Regions from separate parts of the Mus musculus genome. Here all the other regions are linked to region 2. A link is a contact called in public HiCAR-type and promoter capture Hi-C data. All regions are on one chromosome and are shown on one strand. The core of a region is the stretch at or near the end of the contact, and the rest is flanking DNA. Distances in the headings are between cores, read along the strand shown. Region 1 holds the start of Nde1 (nudE neurodevelopment protein 1). Region 2 holds the start of Pkp2 (plakophilin 2). Region 3 holds the start of Mpv17l (Mpv17 transgene, kidney disease mutant-like).

Region 1 (3,717 bases), core at 1,204-3,703, 2.1 Mb before region 2:
GCCGGGCAGTGGCGGCGCACGCCTTTAATCCCAGCACTTGGGAGGCAGAGACAGGCAGATTTCTGAGTTCGAGGCCAGCCTGGTCTACAAAGTGAGTTCCAGGACAGCCAGGGCTATACAGAGAAACCCTGTCTCGAAAAACAAAACAACAACAACAACAAAATTAAAAGCACTACCTACTATTTAATAAAAGTAGGTTTCAACTTTTTGCCAGAAGTAGTGGCACAGTTCCAGGGCAACTAGAACTGCACAAAGAGACCCTGTCTCATTAAAAAAAAAAAAAAAACCAACTTCCTTTTTTTTTCCTTTGCTCAGTAATAATCTTCACATTTATGAAACAAAGATAACAGAGATTTATTATTGGTGTTTCACTGGATACTTTGCATTTGATTCAACTCCCCAAAGACCTAAGTTACTAAACAGAGTTCTCCTCTACCACCCATGAGGACAGGATCAAAGGAAGAGAAGTCAAACTCTCAGCTTGGTCACAGCACAAAAGCTACAAACAAAATGAACAGAATTTTTTTTTAAAAAAAAAGAGCAAAGCCAACTACAGTAGCCCAGGACTTTGATCCCAGCTCCTTCAAAGGTAGAGACAAAATTACAAATTCAGCTTATCCAGGCTACAGGGTGAGCTTAGGTCCAGCCTGGGCATCTTAGAAGGAATTTGACTAAAAAAAAAAAAAAAAAGAAAGAAAGAAAGAAAGAAAAAGAAAAGAAAAGAAAAAAGGGGGCTGAAGGTATAGGTCAGTGGTAGAGCATTTACCTAGAGTGGGTAAGGTATTGAGTTCAACCAACAAAACTGAGGAGAGGGGCAGGGGGCAGGGGGCAGGAGGCATTACTTGTGTAGCCCAGGGGAACAGAACATGATTGTAAGAGTCAAAAAGAGCCTTCTGAAGCTCCTTTTGTTAGGTACAAAATCGAAACACTTGGATTTCCTGTACCCTTTTTCTCATCTTTTAAACAATTCTAGGAGGCTGGAGATACAGCTGAATGATACAGTATTTGCTTAACATGGCCAAGGGCCTAGGTTCAAGGCCAACACTGCCAGAAATGTAAGCTAACTATGCCTTTCTCTGGCTTCCCAGTCTCTAAATAGTCTTCAGCAACATTTGGCATCTGAAATTCTGTTTCCGTTTACTGTATTAACCCTTTAAGATCAGATTCTTTGTCTTAGTCACCAGGTTGTAAAATTACCTGTGCCTAATAGTATTTAATAATTAATGAACAATTAATGGCTTAACGTTAAGAAATTATTATTAGCTGGGCCTGTGATCCCACTGAAAAATAAGGCTAAGGGAATACTCAGAAATTTGAGGCCAGCCCAAGTTACATAGGAAAAGTGTTTCAAAAAAGGAAAAAACAAGGGGCTGGAGAGATTGCTCAACAGTTAAGAACACTGATCTCCTAGAGGTCAATTCCTAGCAACCATATGATGACTTTTTTTTTTTTTTAAAGATTTATTTATTTATTATATGTAAGTACACTGTAGCTGTCCTCAGATATCCCAGAAGAAGGCATCAGATTTCGTTATGGATGGTTGTGAGCCACCATGTGGCTACTGGGACTTGAACTCGGGACCAGTCGGGTGCTCTTAACCCCTGAGCCATCTCGCCAGCCCTGTTTGTTTGTTTTTCAAGACAGGGTTTCTCTGTGTAGCTCTGACTGTCCTGGAACTCACGCTGTAGACCAGGCTGGTCTCAAACTCAGAAATCCGTCTGCCTCTGCCTCCCGAGTGCTAGGATTAAAGGTGTGCTCCACCACTGCCCGGCTTATTTACAAAGCACTGCACAAAGTCTTGTAAACTTATTTATTTAGCTCGGGGGGGGGGGGGGGGGACGACGACGACGACCATTTTATCCACGAGTAATTAAATACCTTGTTTCAAATACACATAGCTAGTAAGCGGCGGAGTTAGGATTCAAAGTCAAGTTCTTTCACATTAAACTATTCTGTCTCAGAAGAAGCCACAACAGTTAAAGATTCTATTTGGGGTGTAAAGTTGTGGAATAACAAGGGTCCTGTGGGCTGGGCGGAAGTTTGTCGTTCTCTATGCCTGTTTTTGTCTTTGTGCATTCTGGGCTAGTATAGCATTTTTGGAATCGGGTAGGGCACTTACAAGTGTAACCCAATATCAGCTATTCCTAATGCCCGGGTTTCTCCGACCAATTGCTCCTTTGTCTATTCTTGGGCAAGAGCAAGAGCAGATAAATGCAACCAGTGTGAAGGAGAGGCGTGCGGATGTTCCAGAGTGCGTGGCACGGCGAGTACCGAGCCGCCAGCAGGCCCTCTCCACGCCCGCCTTCCGGGCCAGTGGCCTGCGCCTCCTGCGGCCCCTCCCGCCCCCACCGAGGCTTGGCCCAGCCGCGCCCGGGCCTAGAGAGAAAAAGTTTCCAAACCTCGCTTCTTTGCGCTGATTGGCCGAGTCAGACGCGTCCCGAGAGCGGCAGCCAATGGGAGGCGCGCACCGCGCAGTACCGGCGAGGCTGGAGGGCAAGAAAGGCCTGCCGGCCCGCGCCTCGCTGGAATCGTCGCCGCCCGGGCTGGGTAAGTGGAGCCAGGCTGCGGGCGGGTCTCCGCCACGCCCGCAGCATCCATCCGACGTGTCCCCCACACCTGCCCTCCTCAGCTTTCCACCTTCCATCCGTGAGCTCCGCCGCTCGCCCTGGCCAACTCCGTTCCTCTTCTGCTGGCTGCTTTTCTATCCTCGAACGTCCTCAAGACCCATGCCCACGCCGCCCCAAGGCCCCCGAGTTCTTAGTCTGCCCCTTCACCCCACAGTTTCCGGGTCCCCAACTGCTGCCGCACGGATACCAACCTATATCCAACCTTCCCCTCGATGCCTATAGGTCTCGGCCGCTGGACGTTTCAAATTTCCCTAGACAGCACTTTGGATCGGATAAACTTTATCCGACAAAGGGTGAGAGTGCTTACCCCACACCTTGGATGTTGGCCCAGCTCACCTCTACCTCTTTGAGGTCCTGGGCAACCCGGAGTCACCTTGACTCCGGAGCGACTTCATATTTCCTAAATCATCTCGACTTTTTGCCAGGTTGTGCATCCTTCTGCGCTTTAGCCGGATCCTCGCTCAACTTCTCTAGCTGGGTGGAGGTTTGTAATTGGCTCTGCCACCTGTTTCTGTGTATTGTGTGTTAGGATAACATTTTAGGACTCAGAAGGGGTGCTTTTGAAGTATAGTCTGATAGAAACTACTCCAGAGCCTGAGGGTATCTGACCACGCACTTCTCTTCCCCAGCACACTGGTATTCAGCCCGTTTTGAGGTTTAAGTAATTCCCCTTTCAGAATTCCATATGGAGTTCAGTAAGAGGAACTTACAGAACTATGACCAACCCTCCAACCCCTCTGAAGTCGCATGTCTTTGTACTTAAGCAGCAAGAAGACAAGCTAGGCTTAGTGACTGACTCTTGATGTGTTTGACCTGGAACTTGCTCTATAGACCAGGCTGGCCTCGAACTCAAGTTGATTCTCTTGCCTTTGCCTCCCAAGTGCTGGGATTAGAGGTGTCCACCATCACCTGGCTCCCATTCACGTCTTGTTTATTTGAGAGAGATATAAACTTGGGCTGGAGAAGGGTATTGGTTCATTCGATATTGGCATCGAGTATTGGTGATCAGCTTGGCTAGCTTTCTTCACTCAGACATCACTTTATTTCTTTCCTAGAAATTTGAAATTAGAGGTGTGTGACTTGTGTGTGT
Region 2 (4,054 bases), core at 1,225-3,724:
GTTTCAGAGAGCCAGTTCATAATCACCAAGGCAGGTGTGGTAAGGTAGAACCAGGTAAGAGCTCACCTCTGACCCACAAGCTGCAGGCAGAGAAGAGGGTGGGAGAGGAGGAGATAGTGGGGAGGAAGAGGAGAGAGAGAGGGGTGGGAGAAAAGGAGGGGGGAGAGAAACTGGGTCAGGTGTGGGCTTTTGAAATCTCAAAGCCTATCTCCCAGTGACACACCTCCTTCGACAAGGCTCTATCTCCTATTCCTTCCACTTAACTATAGACCAAACACCAGATATATGAGTCTGTGAGGGCCTTTTTGTTTTAAATCACCAGAACAAGTGATTAAAATAAAATCTGTGGAAAAAATGTGCAGAGAAACAGTGAATATGTATGTGTGTGTGTGTGTGTGTGTGTGTATGTGTGTGTGTGTGCGCGCACGCATGTGTGCTCATACATGAGTGATTGTGAAAGAATACCATTTAAGTAAGATGGGGATCTATGATAAAGACGTGAAGAAAGTCAGAGACTCAAGAATGGACTTCTAAGGGCTGTTGAACACTTATGTACAATTCTTTGTTTAGTGATCATGGCAACACTATGTGTAGGTACATTTATTATTCCCATTTACAGACAGGATGTTGACATGTAAAAATATGCAGAGCACTGCTTATGACCCACCACTTGGTGTTCCCAAGGCCTGCTGTTCTCATAGCTTCTACTTCCAGAGCATTCCTCATGACCTTTGACCATGTGGCCTGTAGAGAAAGGATGACTAGTCCCTATTTCCTTTTCACTTCCTTGATCCTCAGGTAAAACAGGACGCTACATAGCTCTACATTAATTGTATGGTTAGGAACCTGGGGAGGATAGAGGCTATGTTATTTAGCCATACCAAAGGATAAGCTAAATTAGATGTATATCCTCCTTCACTTGTAAGCTAATTTCTAATTGCCATTCTTTTATCAAACCATCCAACTACCAACTACAAGATATCCTCATTTATTGGAGCCTGCATAATAAGATAATCAATTACAACAGAACTTTTAAAAAGTGATTTGACAAGAAACAGGAAAGTGAAGTTACACTTCCTAAGATAAATAAGAGAAATTTCCTGTTTGTCTCTTGCTGAAGAAAGCAGAATGGGACCTTACCAATCATAGTTCTCCAGGTACAGAAGCCAGAGTGAGTCCTGGCCCTGCAGAAGCAGGCGCTGCAGTTATCTTTTAAAGCAACAGACCTGGGACTTTCAGAAGGAGCTAGGAGATAGATGAAGGGAAACAGGTTGCTTACAAGGGGCTGGTGACAGGATTTGTTGCTGTAATTTAACCGTCATAACATTCTTGTTTTCGGTAAGCTCTCAGCATCACATCTGTACATTATTTACACCTGACTTGGCAAGCCAAGCTTTTGGGCACAATTTACCTAAAGACTGGCCCAGTTGCTTTTGCTGACCTCATAGCTCCCACCTCCAGAGCTTTCCTTATGACCTTTGACTATGTGGCCTGTGGAGAAAGAGTGACTCGTCCCTGATTTCCTCGATGCTCGAAGGCAAAACAGGAAGCCACATTAACTGTTTAGTTAGGAACCGGGGAAGAAGAGAAGTTGTGTTCCCTAGCTGTTCCAACAAAGGTACAAACCCTAGCAACCAAAGGAAAAGACCCCACTTGATAACAAACATAGATGTTTTTCTTTTCTTCTCCCAAGTCTAAATACCAGTATGTGGAGAGTAGCATCGGTTGTCAACTTTAAGTTCAAGGACCCTTCTGTTGAGCTTAGCTCTTGTTCTTAGCCCAATTGCATGTGAAGCATAGTTAATAGCATGATAAACTCAAGTTCGGGAGATTTAAGTGAGAAACCTCGTTCATGAGTTCCCCTGCAAAGAGCTTGTCATAAAGAGGGCTTAGTCAACGTTAGAAGAGCTATTAAAACTGAGTATTAAAAGTCATCTTTTCTCTGGGCCTCTTATTGGAGTTTCTCTGTGTGGGCATGTTCCTTAAGAAGGAAGTGGGTGGACAAGAGCGCACTGGGTACAATTTGTGTATTTGCAAGAGCAAGCAGAGGCTTTCACTGAGGGAGAACATATGTTTCTGGGGCTCCATCTGTACAAAAAGCTCGGCGTCCTGAAGTACTACGGATAAAAAAAAAAACCTTTAAAATACGTCTATTTCATACATGTTTCATTATCTGTGAACGTTTGGAACAGTGTAACTGACCCTAACTAACTAGATGTGCTACTCACAGCAGAAGTTCCCAGCTGCACCTGTCCTAAGGGCAGCTCCTCCCACAATCCTTCGCGAGCCGAGAATACGTGGGGGCCTCAGAGGACGTGCTCGCCCCGGGCGGAGTGCGCCTGCTTTGCAGGAGCCACGCCCCTGTCCCCTAAGGGCCTGGGTCCTACGGGGCGGGGCGGGGCGGGGCGGGGCGGGGCGGGGCGGGGTTTGCTGCCGGTCCCCACGCCTCTGCGGCTTTGCGGGCAGGTCCTGGCAGTCCCTCCTGGTCACTCCGCCGACGCGATGGCCGTCCCCGGCTCACTGGCCGAGTGTGGCTACATCCGGACTGTGCTGGGCCAGCAGATCCTGGGTCACCTGGACAGCTCCAGCCTGGCCTTGCCCTCCGAGGCCAGACTGAGGCTGGCCGGCAGCAGCGGCCGCGGCGACCCGGCGGCCCGGAGCCAGCGGATCCAGGAGCAGGTGCAGCAGACCCTGGCCCGCCGGGGCCGGAGCTCTGCGGTCAGCGGTGAGTCGAACCCCACCCGCCGTGCTAGTCGTAGGTCTCCCCGGTGCGAACCGGTGTCCGCCCGCCCACCTGTTGCTCACCTTACCTTTTCCGGCTCGTGGTTGGTCGCTTTGGACACGCTTCCTCCCTAACCTTTGGTTCTGGTCTACCTTATTCGTTTGTTAATTACACAATTGTCTGTATTAAAGAATTCGATCGGTTTCACCCTTCGCCGCTCGCTCCGGGTTCTCTCCCTGAGATTCTAAAAAACACTTTGAAATTTTATGCAGACTTTGGTATGCAAGATTGATCTTCTGGAATAAGGCGCTTTGGGCTTTTATTGAGATGTTTTAGAGTTTACGACTCTCTATAAATATTTTTAGAAAGAAACCTTCAAAGCCCTGCGGTTCCTCCATCCTCTAAATTGAGGTTACCTCGTCCAAGTGCTCCACTCCGTATCTGCGACTAAACAAATTGAGCAAGTCGGCTTTGGGTCTGGGAGCAACCTGAACACCCTGCGGAGGATAAGGAGGAAGGAGACTTTGGCCAGGCTGAAGGTAGCCCCGCCTGCCCACCTCACACCCACACACCAGAACCAACAGATGCGTGGGTGCAGAACCGCCCTCATTAAAAAAAAAAAAATCAACCCCCCACCACACAGACTAGTTGACAGAAGTGTGGTTGATCAGAAAGATCAGAAGCTCTGGTAAATGTGATTACCATTAAGAATAATAATGCTTCCGTGCCAGCATGTGGATTTCAAATAGCAGAGTCTGGGAGGCTGTCCGCTTTTCAGTTTGTCTAAAGGTTAGGGCAGTTGATGTTTGCATACTTGAAAAGTAAAGAGGTGTTTAATGATTGCAAGCTCATGTAAGTGAGTGCCTGTAACGTCCCTAATTAGGCTATGTGGTTCGCACTTTATATTATCTTCTTAAAATGAACTGTGTATTTTTTTCCTTTCTCTTTCCATATGTGTAGATATAGATACGATTTTTAAGATGCAGCCTCAAACTTCCCGTCTCCGTCTCCCATGTGCTGAGATTACAGACATGGGCTGGGTTTACTGTGGATCCAAGCTTAGAGACAAGGAAACTGAGCAAATAAAACAGTCAAGATTCCAGACAGAAAGTGGCATAGGTGGTATATAAAAGCCAAAATGTGGAGTTTTAAGTCGATCATGAGTTAACATATTAAGTGTTTGATTACTAACACAAAATGAAATTACTTGGGAACTAAACTTCCCTGTAACGACTCCTTTTCCTCTAAGTAAAACTAAGGAAGTTCTAAGAGGATGGAAAGGTTTACACAGGAAAGAACTGCTTTAGTTCCTGGTGAGAAGAAAAAGCAAAC
Region 3 (3,913 bases), core at 166-2,665, 2.3 Mb before region 2:
CTTGTTTTGATAATCATACTACACTTATGTAAGATGCCACACTTGGGGAGGACCAAGCAAAGAGCATATGGTAGCTGAACACTGTGGCCCAAGCCTGTAACTTTAGCTCTTAGGAAGCAGCAGCAGAAGGAGGATTAGGAATTTGAGGCTAGCCTGGGCAATGTGAGCTCTGACTCAAACAAAACAAAACAAGTAAGATTATATGGGAATTATTTGTATATTTTTATTTTCTGTTTTTTGTTTTGTTTTGTTTGTTTGTTTTGAAATTGGGTCTTGTTTTATAGCCTAGAGTGGGCAATTTGCCTTAAACTCTGGGCAATTTGCCTCAGCACTCCTCCCTTCCAAGTGTAGGGATGAGAGGGTATGTCTCACATCTGGCTTCCTTTGTATAATTTTCCTACATTTTCCCTGAGTCTGAAAATATTTCAAAATTCAAGCACCGAGTTGGTGAAGGGGTTTAGTAGCCTGACATCCTCAATTCAGTCCCCAGGACTTTACATAGTGGAAAGAGAGAAATAAAAATTGTCCTCTGATCTCCACACCCCCAACACACAGAGAGAGAGGGGGGGGGGAGAGGGAGAGAGGGAGAGATTGAGAGAATGTAAGTAATTGAAATAGGCAGGAGAGATGACTCAGTGGTTGAGAGTACTAGTTGCTCTTCCAGAGGACCCAGGTTTAATTCCCAGCACTCACATGGCAGCTAATGATGGTATGTAACTTTGTGGGCACTTAGTATGGTAAGTGATATACAGACAAAACACCTATACACATAAAGTAAAATTTAATGAATATTTAAAAATAAATAGAAAATATCTTTTTAAAGGTACTAGATTTTTTAAAAAAATAAAAACTACAGTGAACAAACAAGACAGAGGGGAGTGTTGGAAGAGAGGCTGGCTATCACAGAAGGAGGGTAAGGCAGAAAAAGACATGGAGAAAATGAGTTGCACAAGGTCAGAGCTTCTGCCTGCTCCCCAAATGCTCACCCTTGCCCCTGGAACTGACACCATGGGTCTCCAAGCCTGTTTTGGGATGTCAGGGGTCACGAAGACACAAGCTGGAGGGCAGAATAGGCACATCCAGCAGTAATTCATTCTTCTGACATCGGCCTATAGTGACCCAGTAAGATGATGTATTGTGTGCTAAAAGAATGATTCTCTGTATGCCAGCATCTCCAGTACATTGACACTTTGGAGCTAGCTTGCTTTCTTACTTTTTATTGCGGTAGTGGGGAACCGATGCCATGCTAGGCAGTCTGTTTTCTGAATGTCTCTCCTGGAAATTTCATGGAAATTGTCACATCCCGGTGGACGCCGTACATCACCACAGAAGCTCCGCCCTCTCGGTGGCCAGCTGTCACTGGATTGGACCAGCGGGTTGGGTGTGCAGAGGGAGGTCCAATCGCTCTGGCGCTTGAAATGCATGCAGTCAGGTGTGCAGGCCCTGAGGGCACCCGGGGCAGGTATGGCGAGCTGGTGGCGCGCGTTTCCACAGGCAGCACGGCGCTATCCGTGGCCCACTAACGTGCTGCTCTACGCCGGGCTCTTCTCGGCGGGTGATGCCCTGCAGCAGCGACTGCGGGGAGGCCCAGCCGACTGGCGCCAGACGCGTCGCGTGGCCACTCTGGCCGTGACCTTCCACGGAAACTTCAACTACGTGTGGCTGCGCCTACTGGAGCGCGCCCTGCCAGGCCGCGCGCCGCGCACGGTCCTGGCCAAGGTGCTATGCGATCAGACTGTCGGAGGGCCGATAGCCCTCTCTGCCTTCTACGTCGGTGAGGGGCCAGGGCCGGGCACTGGAGGCCAGGCAGGAGGCTCGGGAGTGGGGGTGGGTGCGGGGAACGGGGAGACCGGAGATCTAAAGCCACTGGGGCTAAGGCAGGAGGTGACAACTCTGCGGCCCGGGAATTAAGGCTGAAAGGAAGTTCTGAAGCAGCGATCGGAGGTCTGGACATTGGAGGACTTGAGGTTTCCAGAAGGAAGAATTTGGGGGCCGCTGGCCGGGGAACTGGAGATGCCAAGTGCCAGGGATTCAGAGGGTTGGTGTCCGAGCTGAGAGGCTGAGGTTGACAGAGTTCAGGAGGGAGAGGTCACTTTTCCTCCAGAAAGAAGCATCTTCAAGAGACCCTAGCTTAGCCCCATAGCAGCTCCATCCCTAGACTCCACCTGTTCTAGAAAAAGCCACACCTGAGGCTCTGCGGCCAGCACATTAACTCAAAAGTGATGGGATCGGTGGTGACTCTGGGGGCAGAGTGGGTGAAATATGCGATTACAGAAGTCATTTCCAGGGTCTTAGTCTTGCTTGAGCAACAAGATTTCCCTGGGGTGGGGTCACACAGAGAATGGGAGGGGGTGGTGTACCTATGAGGAAGCTGTTTTCAAGCCGGGCTGGATGAGCTGGCTTTGGGAATCTTTTCTGCCTGGTTTACTGAGAACAACAAAGGGTCTCTTGGTTTTTGTCTCCTTAGCAATTTCTGTATCCTAAAAGGCAGTGGCAGCTGGGGAGGGCCACTCCGTGTTTGGAGAGTCTTTTCCAGGGACTGTCATTGGGGATGGTAGATCACCAGCAACTGAGCCTAAAGCCTCCCTCCGGCCTCAAGCTGTGCCAACTGAACTATATTTGCAGTCTTTAGTTCGTTTTTAATTCTGAGACAGGGGCTCACTGAGTTGCTCAGGCTGGTCTTGAATTTGTGATTCTCCCACTTAAATCTCCCAAGTTGTTGGGGTGACATTCTTGACCCACCAGGCTCAGCTTGTTAATGTCTTCTAAAACCGAATAAAGGTAGGCGAACCATCTAGAAGAAACTTACCCTCCTCTGGGAGGTATTATAGGGAGTTTGTATTAACTTCCTTTCCTTCTATAACCCACAGGAAACATCAAAGACCTGGTGGCCTGTTATAGTCTCAGCTAATGCCATGGCTAAGGTCAGTGAAGTTAGAATAGACAACCAGAGAGCAAGAGGCTTTTTCTGATTTGCCCAAGCTCTGTGCCTTGTTCTCTCGAGCGATCTCTCAGCCAGCTTTGCAAACACATCCCAGTGCTTACTGTAGCTTGGTGCAGTGATGAGGGGGTTAGGAGCCAGGACTTAAGACTTGATGGGCTAGATTCCGATTTAATCTTTGAGCTACCATTTGTTGGATACTCTCACAATTCCCATGTCAGATAATGAGAACACAGGCATGGAGGGCTTGGAAGTTCACCAGAAGACAGCATGATCCAGACTTTTAGCCATGTTCTTCATCTTGGTATAGATAGTGATTGTGTGTATGATTACTCTGAGATTAGATAACAGTGCTGTCCCAGGGAGTGGGGGATGCCTAGCATGAAGGCCTGAGGCCTTCTCATCTATCACCTGTCTAGATTGTTGCTGTGTCTTACTGTCAGATTTCTGGTTCAGTCTCCTCTGCTTCTTGAAGGGGAACATGGGTGTGTGAGCTGAAAGTTTAAGGTGCTACTTGAAAATTGATAGTCAAATCTGTCAGATCTGTGTGACACAAGCCCTGTGTCAGATCTGCCTTGGGAAATGATGGATTAAAGAATGGGTCACCTGGCCGGGTTCTTGCTGTTAGCATCCCTGAACACTTTATTTTTAGACAAAGTAAGTCATGCTTTGTATTGCAGTCTGGCCTTGAGCTCACGATGCTCCTCCTGCTTCAGTCTTTTGAGTGTTAATTTTGTAGGACCGCTATGACTAGCTAGCTGTCTTTTTCTCCTTTTTTTTTTTTTTTTTTTTTTTTTTTTTTTTTTTTTGAGACAGGGTTTCTCTGTGTAGTCCTGGCTGTCCTGGAACTCACTTTGTAGACCAGGCTGGCCTCGAACTCAGAAATCCGCCTGCCTCTGCCTCCCGAGTGCCGGGATTAAAGGCGTGCGTCACCACTCCCAGCTTCTTTTTCTCCTTTTATTAAGTCTTCTC

The links. Promoter capture Hi-C pulls out the DNA fragments that hold promoters and counts their contacts. HiCAR-type assays count read pairs that join an accessible place to other places.
Region 1: a HiCAR-type map of astrocytes shows a contact between it and region 2, with 4 times the contacts expected there. The contact joins the promoter of Nde1 here to the promoter of Pkp2 in region 2. A contact is called at or near these places in 1 of 39 promoter capture datasets (embryonic stem cells) and 1 of 115 datasets of contacts at active chromatin or transcription factors (astrocytes).
Region 3: a contact with region 2 is called in a promoter capture Hi-C map of liver, with 2.6 times the contacts expected there. The contact joins the promoter of Mpv17l here to the promoter of Pkp2 in region 2. A contact is called at or near these places in 2 of 39 promoter capture datasets (hippocampal neurons and liver).

What each region holds. Positions count from the first base shown.
Region 1 is chr16:14,160,822-14,164,538 of GRCm38.p6, forward strand. It overlaps Nde1 (nudE neurodevelopment protein 1), which reads left to right and starts at 2,454. Exons shown (of 9, transcript NM_023317.2): 1 at 2,454-2,547.
Region 2 is chr16:16,210,871-16,214,924 of GRCm38.p6, forward strand. Pkp2 (plakophilin 2) reads left to right here and starts at 2,475. Exons shown (of 13, transcript NM_026163.2): 1 at 2,475-2,725. The coding sequence starts at 2,503.
Region 3 is chr16:13,939,250-13,943,162 of GRCm38.p6, forward strand. Mpv17l (Mpv17 transgene, kidney disease mutant-like) reads left to right here and starts at 1,416. Exons shown (of 4, transcript NM_033564.3): 1 at 1,416-1,774. The coding sequence starts at 1,465.